Regions from separate parts of the Gossypium hirsutum genome. Here all the other regions are linked to region 2. The links are chromatin contacts, called in public Hi-C maps. All regions are on one chromosome and are shown on one strand. The core of a region is the stretch at or near the end of the contact, and the rest is flanking DNA. Distances in the headings are between cores, read along the strand shown. Region 1 has its middle 13 kb from the start of LOC121221106. Region 2 has its middle 72 kb from the start of LOC107892384. Region 3 holds the start of LOC107892377 (structural maintenance of chromosomes protein 4). Region 4 holds the start of LOC107892391 (60S ribosomal protein L34).

Region 1 (2,700 bases), core at 111-2,610, 130 kb after region 2:
CCAAAATATAAACTTCTAGCTTTCTCCCTGCTTCATGTTTTAATTCATTGATTGAATTGCTTAATTTTGTTGCTGAAATTTCAGGTCTAAAAACTGCAAAAGCTAGCTGCTCAAGACTCCTCCTTCAAATTGGGTTACAACTCCTAATTCGGTTTAACCATCCTTGGAGTCCGAAACAACTTGGAATCATTCTTGGTTTACGAGGTTCATCCTCTATCAATTAAGTTAGGCCTATCTGTATCCATTACTAATGTAATATATTTGATTATGATATGAATGATGTAAATATATACTTTGGGGAAAAAATTCTTTACTCTCCTTATATTTCTTGGTCTTTCTCTTCTCAAATTAATCGAAATTAGACGTTAAGATCTAAAGAAGCCACTGCTTTGAACTTCAAAACTAATATAAATTGGGTATATCTAAAAATTTCACTAAGGTTGTATAAGATATTATTTTATTTCCTCTAAAAACACTTAAATTTAAAGTCAATTAATGGACCACTAAAATTATTTTGAAGCATAAATTTTATATGCACTTTATTTTGTGGTCCAACTATTCTCGAGTCATGCATACCTAATAATTTGTGTGTTTGATAGTGGCAGATATATGCTTTATGAAATGCTTCTAAACAATGACATGTTAATATTTTTTTCTTCTTTTTTTAAAAAAAATTGCCCTGTTAATGTTTAATTGAATTGTATTTAGATTATGATTCAAAAAAAATTTGTATTTAGATTAGCATTGAATTGGAGTTTTTTTTTTATAAAATTGAAATTAATTCATCATACTTTTTTTATACAATGCCTAAAATTACTTATAGCCTTCTCTTCGACCTTTAAATAAGAGAATAATGCGCTTCAGCGCACTCAAATCCACATCCTCTTGCACTAGCAACCATGCCGATACTAATTGAATTAAGACTCAATCAGCCAATCCATAACACTTGATTATCAAGAAAAACACAATATGTTTAATACATCTGTTCTATATGTAGTATTTCAATATATTTAATGATATGTTTGCATTTATAAGATTAAATTAGACTTAATAAAAAATCAAAATCTCAAACGTATACATAAATGATGATTTAAAGCGGAATGGGTGTCTCAATCCGAAGCTCATTTTCTTGATGGTTTACAAAACCTAAACGGAATAACATCTTTGAATTTTCAAAGATTGGAACCTTTGAAAGCAATTTGGAACATTCTTTTAGGTTAAATCCCACCAAAGTGTTTGGACTTTTGAACTGTAATATGTGGAATCGAGATGAAAATGGAAAAGCCAATTTGGGTGACCCAAAATAAGAGACGAAATGGCCACTTTTCATTTCCTTTCAGATGGATTTTGTGGCCAATTTTAAGTCACGTTGACTGTCTTCGACCCTTGGCCTTCCAACTTCAATGGATTGGGTCGAATTCCATATCTTAAACCCAACCAAAATTTAAAAGGATAGATCTTAGACCTCATGGGATACAAATAAAACTAAAATTCCCCTAAATTTTAGATGTCCACTTGATAAGAAGGCCTATTAATAAGTGGTTTGTGAGGAACTTTTTTATGCTTATATTTAATGGTAAAATATATCATGGCTATCCAACCATTAATAGTAACAAGTGATTACTGATATTATTGAGATTGTATTTTTGGTCACTTGTTCGTTAAGTAATTGGATGGAATGTACGTGCCTTAACCAAAAATTGGTAGACTAGTAATAATAAAAATTAATCTAATGGTTAGAAAAGAAACCAAAACTCATGACTAAATTAACGCCGCAATGTTGCCAAAATATTGCACGTTTTAGTACACAAATCATAACTAGTATAAAAATATCGTTTCGACGGAGAGTTATTGGTAATTATAGCACTAGTTACCAATTATTACTCTAAAACTTATTCAAATAAATAGAAACCAAAATTTTCAAACTAAATCTTATAAATAAAAATGAAATAATCAACCAATTAATAAAATACTAAGATTACAATTGCATCCAATGTATTAGCCAGTTATTCTTTTTCCACCCAAATTATCTTAATAAAGTTTATGACGAACCCGAGTACTACTCTTAATTCTCTTCCAAGCAATTAAAGAACTAATTTAATCTAATTATTACTCTATATTATCGTGCTAATAATTTAGATCAAATTGATTAAGAATAAATCCCAATTATAGCTATCCAAGGTGATTAGATATATTACTATCTTAATTACAAATCAAGAATTGAGCCATCTAAATTAGATCAAGAGTTATTGCAACATCCCAAAATAGGACCTAGAAGTTTGAGCCTGGTGAACAAAGGTTGCCAGTAGCTTTGGAGAAGTAGGATCTGCCAATGGATTTGGCGAATTGTGATCGCCAGTAGGCCTAGCAAGTTGGAGTTCGCCAGAAGGCTTGGCGAGCTAGTATATGCTAGTAGGTCTGGCGAGATGGTATACACCAGCAAGACTGGTGCAATGGTGTACACTAGTAAGATTGGCAAACTAATGTTCAATAGTTTGTCTAGCGAGTTAGTGTTCGCCAATAGGCTTGGCGAAGCAAGGATTGCCAGTAGACCTGCCAATCTGGGGTCGCTAGTGGGCCTAGCGAACTGTGACTGTTATTTTGGGCCGAGAGTCAAAAGTAGGAGTAGTTGAAGGGTAATTATATCAAAATTAGGAAGTCGACTTATTTTACAACACCATTCATGCACGTAACTTCTTT
Region 2 (2,700 bases), core at 199-2,698:
ATGATTATCAGGTACGAAGATGATGTGGAATATTTATTAGTGTTAGGGAAGTCATAATTGAACTAAATTGAATAAAGCGAAGAGTATAAAGACTAAATCGCATTTTTTTTATTTTTCCAAAAGAGCATAAATGAAAATATTTACATGAGCAAGTAGTAATTATGAGTAATAAGTATGAATTATGAAAAAGATTGATGTGTTAAGTTCCAAGAATAGAAATGAAGAGAGCTAACAATGTTTTTTTTGGCACGGTGGATCAACTATAATCAACTTCATTACTAATAAGAGAGCTAACACCAGTTCAAGTAGTCCATAAGGAAGTAAAATTGCAGCTACAATGGCAATGTGATTACGTCATTAGACCCTTAAGTGTTCTTTTGACGACATGATCAAGTTGAAGCTCGACTTCTGCGATACAAAATCACAGCCGCACTGTAAGGTAATTACAATAAACTTCATTATGGTAACAATCTACGTATCTTGTCGCAGTCCAAACTACAATGTTGGATCCATAATGGTTAAAATATCTTATAAGTCTATGTGCTTTTTTTAAATTTGGAATTTAACCATTGTAATTTTATTTTTATGAAATTAGCCTTAGTTTTCAGATTCCAAAATTTAGATCCAATTGTTAATACTGTTATTTGTTAAATTTATGTTTTTCATGACATTATTTCTTTTAGCTAAATAGCTACCAAGTGAGTACTTTTTTATTTTAAAATGTCACAGCAATAAATTTAATAAAAAAAATCTAACAACGTTAGCAATTAAACTTAAATTGTGAAATCTTAAAAGTAGAGAGACTAAATTTCTAAAAGAAAACTAAATAAACTAAATTCCAAATTTATGAAAAGTGAAGTGACTCATGACATATTTTAACCATAATTAATTTATAATCAATTTCATGAGATTATTTTAAAGAAAAAACCATTCGGAAGCTTCATAAATTTATAAAGCTTCCACAATTACAAGGTGATGTAATCGAATTTCACAAGAGTTTCGATGTCAATTAAGGTTGAGTTTGGATGAGCGATGTGTTTACCTATGGCCAGTGTAAAAACAATGGTGGTGGTGAGATTAGATATTGTAGCGACACTATAGCGTGAGACAAAAAATAAATTAAACGCATTGTATCGCACCTCACCGCCCATCCAAACTCAGTACCTAATGCTCACTTTCTGAATTCAATTTAGAAAAAAAAAATTGTGCATAGAAAATACATAAGCAAATCAAATTTGTGTTAGGCCCAATAAAGTAAACCCACATTAGACAAAGCAACCTTTGAAATGGGTTATGTTGAACTTTTTAATTTTTTTTTCTTTTACTTGCAGGCTTTTTGATCCATCAGTTTTTTTTCTAAAGTCATTCTAATTTCTAAATCTATCCCATCCAACCCGATGAGCCCAACTAACCCGGTCCGGGCTTTAGAGAAAGTGGTTTATGTAAATCTGGTCTATTATAGTTCTTTGGGCCAAAACCCAAAAGTATTTTTTTAATAATTCAAAGAACAAATTTAGGCTTTCGATAAATAGAGTTAATTGAATAGCCTAAAAGTTAATATCTGTACTAATTATATTAATGTATAATAAATGCAATTACTTAATTATTAAATAAATAAATATAGGTGAAAGTTGAATTATTATATATTTTAATGCCAATTACAAAAGTTAGATATTGCAACTAAAGTAACATCTCACGTCTCATTCTAATTTGCATTATTTGATTGACATATTTTGATCAAAACCATTTGAAGCTTTTAAATGTTTATCTTTTAAGGAATTTTAGTAGCCCATTAGTGAAGACATATCATGTAAGAATCAAGCCAAATAAAGATTGTATCAAGACTTTTAATCAGATAGTTTGATGTCGCGAAGATTTTTACCCGTATACTATTTATTAAAGACATGTTTGAAGATTCCTTTTGAGGATTTAGATATTTACATTAATTGTATCTTAATGTGTCATATTACGTTTATTATAGAAAGACTTGCTTATATTCAACAAGAAATTTAATTTTGGTGAATATTTATAAATAAATTATTTTATTTATCGATTTATAATTAAGCTTTTAGGAAGAAAAATTCAATAAGAAAAGGATCTAGATGGACAGAAGTACTCTTCATCTTTCATTAATAAATTTCTTAAATTAAAAAAAAAATCAACAATTCTCATGTCAAAATTCTATGATTATATTGCTTTATGAACCATTTTTCATTTATTTATTCTTTACAATGAAATTCGGTCAATTCATATTTTTAAATGCTTAAAATTATTTAATTTTTAATTTAAAAAAATATCATTTTTAAATATTAATTTAATCAATATCACTAAAATTTGGTTAGTTTTTGCCATAAAATACTAATATTTATATCTTTAATTACAAATAAATGTGTTGCATTATAATTTATTCCAAGTAAAAACATATTAACATTAAGGAATAAAGCATGTGTCAGAAGGTCATTATTAATTCACATGAAATGGAAAAAGAGTAGAAAGCATTGTTAAGCAAGCCAAAAAAAGTTCAATGAAATGGTGTTTTCATACATTTCTTTGTATTCAATTTTATGTTGTAAGATTGTAGGACAACTTATAATCATAATTTCAAAACACCCAACATTAGACCGGATTCCCCACCATTAAAATGTAAGGACAGCTGTTAGCAAAGTGGATATTTAAGGTAAAAGTAATACCAGGATTCTT
Region 3 (2,700 bases), core at 164-2,663, 140 kb before region 2:
ATGAAAAAGACTCACCAGATCAATAATCTCCTGAAAATGAACAGAAACACCAGCACTATCAAGATTTTGATGATTAGTTGAATTGTGAATAAGCTCAGAAACTTTATTAAGCCGCATCTGCACAAGTAGATCAGCAAAATCAAGCACGAAATGATATAGAAAAAGGGAAATCTTCAAAAAGTACTGCCAGGTATATGATTAGAAGTACCATTGTAGCTACAAAGGAACAAAAAAGAAGATAAATACCCAAATAATAGAATATTGCTAATAAAAACTACCTGCTTTGCTCTCTTCCCAAATACAAAAAGCATGGCATCTATCACATTGCTTTTACCACTTCCATTTGGCCCAACCACAGCAGAAAAGCTCTAAATTTCATCGAACAAGAAAATAAATCAGGGGGAACAGAGAGAAAGAGTTAAAGTTTATAGTCAGTGGAAGAGATATTAAATTCCTAAGATGAAAAGTAAAATTTGAGGACAAAATGATATCTTTTTAGCTTACTCAATAGTACAGTGAACAAACTTAAAGAAACTAAGACCTGAAATACGAAAGCTAATTATTTGAAAAAGTCATAATTTGAGTTAAATTTTTGAACTTGTCATATAGACTAGCAACTTCCCACTCAATTTTCCACCTCTTTCTCGCAACCAAAAGAAGGAAACACTAATAACAGAAAAAATAAATTATCTCAAATTCAATTCGTGCAATTATCATATCATTTTTATTTTCTTTCTCATTTTACATTTTTTTATCGGCAACCAAGCAGGAGTTAGACTACTAACAAACAAACTAAAAGCTTACTTTCTACATCTATCTATAAAAAAAAGTAATCGAAAATATAAATTTTTGAAATGTTCATCAATCTGCAATTTATTTCTCGATTTCCAGTGCTTTCTCAGTAACCAAAAGGAAACCGTTAAAATTACAACAAAAAGGAGAAAAAAAAGAAAGCTATTCGAGTTGAAGTCATGCAATTTTTAATTTCATTCTCAGTTCTTCATTTTCTCAAAAGAAAAAAAAACGAAATAATGAACTAATAACGAAAGGAAAAGCTAATCCAAGTTGAGTCCGCGGAATTATTACATAAATTTTGCAATTTTCCTTCTCAATTTCCAAACTTTACTAGAAACCAAACAAAAACTATCAAAATTAAACGATAAAAGAAAATATAACCTTGTGAAAGGGACCGACGCGCTGTTCACCGGCATAAGATTTGAAGTTCCTCATCACCATCTCGTTAATTACTAACCTCGGTCCTCGAGATCCCACTTGGGCCCGGTCTGGTTCGCGAGTCGCGAACTCATCCTTCGTTTCCATCCCCATACGGAAATGAGCGGCTACTGAGTCAACTCGCTGCTGTTGAATCGGTTTGAGACTTCGTGACGAGTTGATGGAATAAACAATTAAAAGGAAGATGAAAAAGTTTAAAAAGTATTTGAGCGAAATTTCAAAAGGGATATTTTAGCGGGAATTTGAAATGAAAAAACATAAATGGGCCTTCGTTCGGCCCTTTTGACCATTAATAAGCTTCTGAAACTTGCACATTGCAAAAATAAAACCCACATTGTTTATTTTTTAAGGCGTAATGACAATTTTAGCTCTTAATGTTTACTCATTTTCTCACTTTAGTCCTAATCTTTTTTATGGATCACTTTGGTTCTCAACCTTCAAATTTTAGTCAAATTACTTCTTGAGTTCTTGTTGTACAGAAAAGCTCACTGAAAACTAAGATTGTAATAGCACTAGTGTGGTAACACATGTGACAATCCACGTGTACTTCATTGTTGATGTGGATACATTTTAAAAAATGAGCCTTTTATAATTTGTTGAATTTTTAAAAAATATTTTTTACGAAGTATACATGGACTATCATGTGAGTCGTCACATAGTGCCATTAAAATTTTAACAATTCAATCAACTTTTGCATCCAACAAAAAAAAATAATTTAACCAAATTTAGAAGGTTGAGGACTAAAATGACAAAATGAACTAAATTGGTGAACAATTCAACTTTTGTATCATGGCTAGTTTTCTTAGTCAATTGGATTCCCAAGCAATATATTGGCAAAAAAAAAGGTAAATACTTTTGGCCCCTTAATTAGCATTACCGATATAACGGTAAATTAAAGTATGACATTAATATCATCATTTCAAGTTACATTATACAACTAATCCCTATACATTTTTTTAACAATTTAATTCTTTTTCTTTTAACTTTGTCTTTTGTTTTCTTTTCCTCTTTCTTTTTTTCTTTTTTTCTCTTTTCTCCCTTTTTTTTTTCTTTTCTTTTCATGAAAGTTTGCATGATAAAACAATGTTATGATTGAGATAGAAATCACATAGAAATCACATTCATTTGAAATGGTATTCATCTACGACTTAGTTATAATCAAGAAGGCATAATTATCTATTTGGTCCTTTAATTTTATAAAAAATTATTTTACTCTTCTATTTAATTTTTCGTCTCTTTTGACCCTTAAATCTGTGTTATTTGTCAAATCACTCTAAAATGGATAGAAAAATTAATATTTGTCAACTTTTTTGATGTGGTATACACGTGGATTGCCATGTAGATGTCATGTCAATAATAATTTAATTTTTTAAATTTTAAGAAATTTAAAATTTTATTAAAATTATTTTTAAAAGTATAAAAATTTTAAAAATTAATTAATTGCCAAAATATCATTTTCATATGATT
Region 4 (2,700 bases), core at 24-2,523, 230 kb after region 2:
TGCTTAATAAATAGTGTAAATATACAACTGATGAAAATAATAAATAGTGCATATTAAATAAAAATGTATAAAAATATATCAAAACGAAATTTTGGTTGAGTAATAAATTTAAAATTTTACCGATTTAATTGGTATGAGTTCAAATCTCATCATACACTTTTTTATTAGTTTTTTGTTAAAATAAAAAGATTAAAATACACTCAAATAATATAACTTATTTTAATTGTAGAATGACATTTCTGTAATTTTGTAACTGAGTTGGGACCTAGTTGATGGGTGATACCAACTCGGTAAAAGGCTTAATAAATAGTAAGCATAGAAATATAAATATACAACTGATGAAAATAATAATTGTGCATATTAAAATAAAAATGTTTAAAATATATTAAAATGAAGCTTTGGTTAAATAGTAAATTTAATATATTACCAATTTAATTGATAATGATTTAAATATCAGCATTTGCATTTTTTAATTAGTTTTTGTTAAAATAATAAGAATAAAGTTCGCTTAAATAATATAACAGAAGGATATTTCTATAATTTTTGTAATTGAGTTGGAACTCGGTTGATGAATGATACTAACTCAATAAAAGGCATAGTAAATTATGTAAATATATATGTGATGGAGGTAATAGAGTATGCGTAATAATATTAAAATGTATAAAAATATTTAAATAAAGCATTAGATAAGTAGTAAATTAAAAGTTTTACTAATGTAATTGATGTGGGTTTAAATCTCATCATTTGTATATTTTTATTTATTTTTTAAAGTGAAAAACTAAAATACTCTCGAATAATATTACTTATTTTAATTATGAAATGACATACCCGTAATTTCTTAACCGAGTTGGTGCTCAGTTGACTCGTGAACTAACTCAATCAATAGTTTAAATAGACGTGTAGATATACAACTTATGAAGGTAATAGAATATGCATAAAAAATTAAAATGTTAAAAATATCAAAACAAAACTTTAGTTTACAGGTAAATTAAAAGTTTTACTAATGCATTTGTGGGTTTGAATCTCATCCTTTGTATATTTTTATTGGTTTTTTTTAAAGTGAAAAGACTAAAATACTCTCAAGTAATATTATATATTTTAATTATGAAATAATATTTTCTTAATTTTTTAAATGAGTTGGTGTCTAAATGACTCGTGAAATAGAAAATAATAATATAAATAATATTAAAAAAATTATTTATCTTTAAATAGAAATCACACGTGCTGCATAACTTTAGCCGTTGATAAGAAAGAGACCAAATTAGAACCGTCCGATCTAGGGCTTACATCAAAAGAATGGGTATTTATAGACTCCCTTCTCCTTCTCTCGACCCCTTTGGCCTTCGCTCTGTCTTTCGCGTTTCTTTCTGAAACCAGAGCTGAGAAAATAAAACCCAAAGCCTTAAAAACTATCAAAAATGGTTCAAAGGCTCACTTACCGTACTCGCCATAGCTATGCTACCAAATCCAATCAACACCGTGTCGTTAAGACCCCCGGTAAGTCTTGAAGTTCCCACAATGACGCCCGCCGCTTTTGCTGCTCTATGTTATTTTATTAAAAAAATTGTTTGAAAATAATGGGTTTTCATCCATTCTTTCTTTTCTAAAGGTGGGAAATTAGTCTATCAGACTACTAAGAAGAGAGCGAGTGGGCCTAAGTGTCCTGTTACTGGAAAGCGAATTCAGGGTGTAAGTTCATTTTATTATTATGATTTTAAGCTCTGTTGTTTTGTTTTTAGTTGGAAATTTGGATTTCTATTGTTGGGACTAAGTATGAAATGCAGATACGCTTTTGTTTATTTGATTGAGAAAATGATGATTTGGGTATCTCTGTTTATATTCATTTTCATGTTTGCGTATTGAACTTTGTGTATTGAATTAAACATAGATTCTGATACTGTTTAAGATTTGTTTAGTTTCATAGTTTTAAGATCTATAAAAATTGAAAATAATGGTCAAAACTTGTTTTCTACTTCAGGAACTGGTGATAAATTCATTTATTGTGGAACCCTTTATTGCGCTTCACTTTGAAGCAGTTTACAAAATTCAAACTGTCTCACTTGATTTTACTATACTTGCTGCATATCTAGTAGAAATGTAGAACCTTTTTGACCGATATGAGGAGTATTTCGTTTTCATGTTACTTGTTGGAGTAGTTATGTTTCAGTTATTACTGGATGTGTGGCTGATCGGGTTCGAGTTGTGAAGTTTTGAGCTTTGCTCTCATTGTTTTCTTATATGGCTTGTTTGCAGATTCCTCACTTGAGACCTGCTGAATACAAGCGGTCTCGATTGCCTAGGAACCGTAGGACGGTGAATCGTGCCTATGGTGGTGTTTTGTCTGGGAGTGCTGTTAGAGAAAGGTACTACTATGTGCATGACTTAATAGCTTGTTTTTAATTTGTTGTGATAGATGCAAAATCTTATTCTTCTCTTATTCTGGTTTTTATATCATTTTAAGGATAATTCGGGCCTTCTTAGTCGAAGAGCAAAAGATTGTGAAGAAGGTTCTGAAAATCCAGAAGACTAAGGAAAAGCAATCATCAAAGAGCTAGGAATTTTAAATGCTGATGAAGCTGAATTGTGTTTGGCTTGTTAGATTTATCTGAGAGAAATTTTTGTTTGTTATTATGGTGAATTGATGAAATGTGGAACTGAGTTTGAGTACTTTTCTCATTTGGTAGTTTCATACTGATATTA

Evidence for each region. Hi-C and Micro-C count contacts between places; a contact is called where the count stands out from the background.
Region 1: a Hi-C map of leaf shows a contact between it and region 2, with 4 times the contacts expected there. The contact joins two enhancer-like sites. A contact is called at or near these places in 7 of 34 Hi-C or Micro-C datasets (anther, hypocotyl, leaf and 1 more).
Region 3: a contact with region 2 is called in a Hi-C map of leaf, with 4 times the contacts expected there. The contact joins the promoter of LOC107892377 here to the enhancer-like site in region 2. A contact is called at or near these places in 5 of 34 Hi-C or Micro-C datasets (all in leaf).
Region 4: a contact with region 2 is called in a Hi-C map of leaf, with 3 times the contacts expected there. The contact joins the promoter of LOC107892391 here to the enhancer-like site in region 2. A contact is called at or near these places in 4 of 34 Hi-C or Micro-C datasets (leaf and petal).

What each region holds. Positions count from the first base shown.
Region 1 is chrD09:4,154,596-4,157,295 of Gossypium_hirsutum_v2.1, forward strand. No RefSeq gene overlaps it. Among protein-coding and RNA genes, the nearest start is that of LOC121221106, 13 kb to the right of the region's middle. Within about 2 kb of position 1,361, at least 4 of the 9 cell types and tissues checked have an H3K27ac peak or open chromatin away from gene starts, as enhancers often do. A contact at or near this core is called in leaf, where this site is marked.
Region 2 is chrD09:4,020,758-4,023,457 of Gossypium_hirsutum_v2.1, forward strand. No RefSeq gene overlaps it. Among protein-coding and RNA genes, the nearest start is that of LOC107892384, 72 kb to the left of the region's middle. Within about 2 kb of position 1,449, at least 2 of the 9 cell types and tissues checked have an H3K27ac peak or open chromatin away from gene starts, as enhancers often do. A contact at or near this core is called in leaf, where this site is marked.
Region 3 is chrD09:3,880,792-3,883,491 of Gossypium_hirsutum_v2.1, forward strand. It overlaps LOC107892377 (structural maintenance of chromosomes protein 4), which reads right to left and starts at 1,414. Exons shown (of 29, transcript XM_016817448.2): 1 at 1,177-1,414; 2 at 279-368; 3 at 16-117. The coding sequence starts at 1,326.
Region 4 is chrD09:4,248,178-4,250,877 of Gossypium_hirsutum_v2.1, forward strand. LOC107892391 (60S ribosomal protein L34) reads left to right here and starts at 1,274. Exons shown (of 4, transcript XM_016817469.2): 1 at 1,274-1,497; 2 at 1,610-1,689; 3 at 2,254-2,363; 4 at 2,462-2,700. The coding sequence starts at 1,419. The coding sequence ends at 2,555.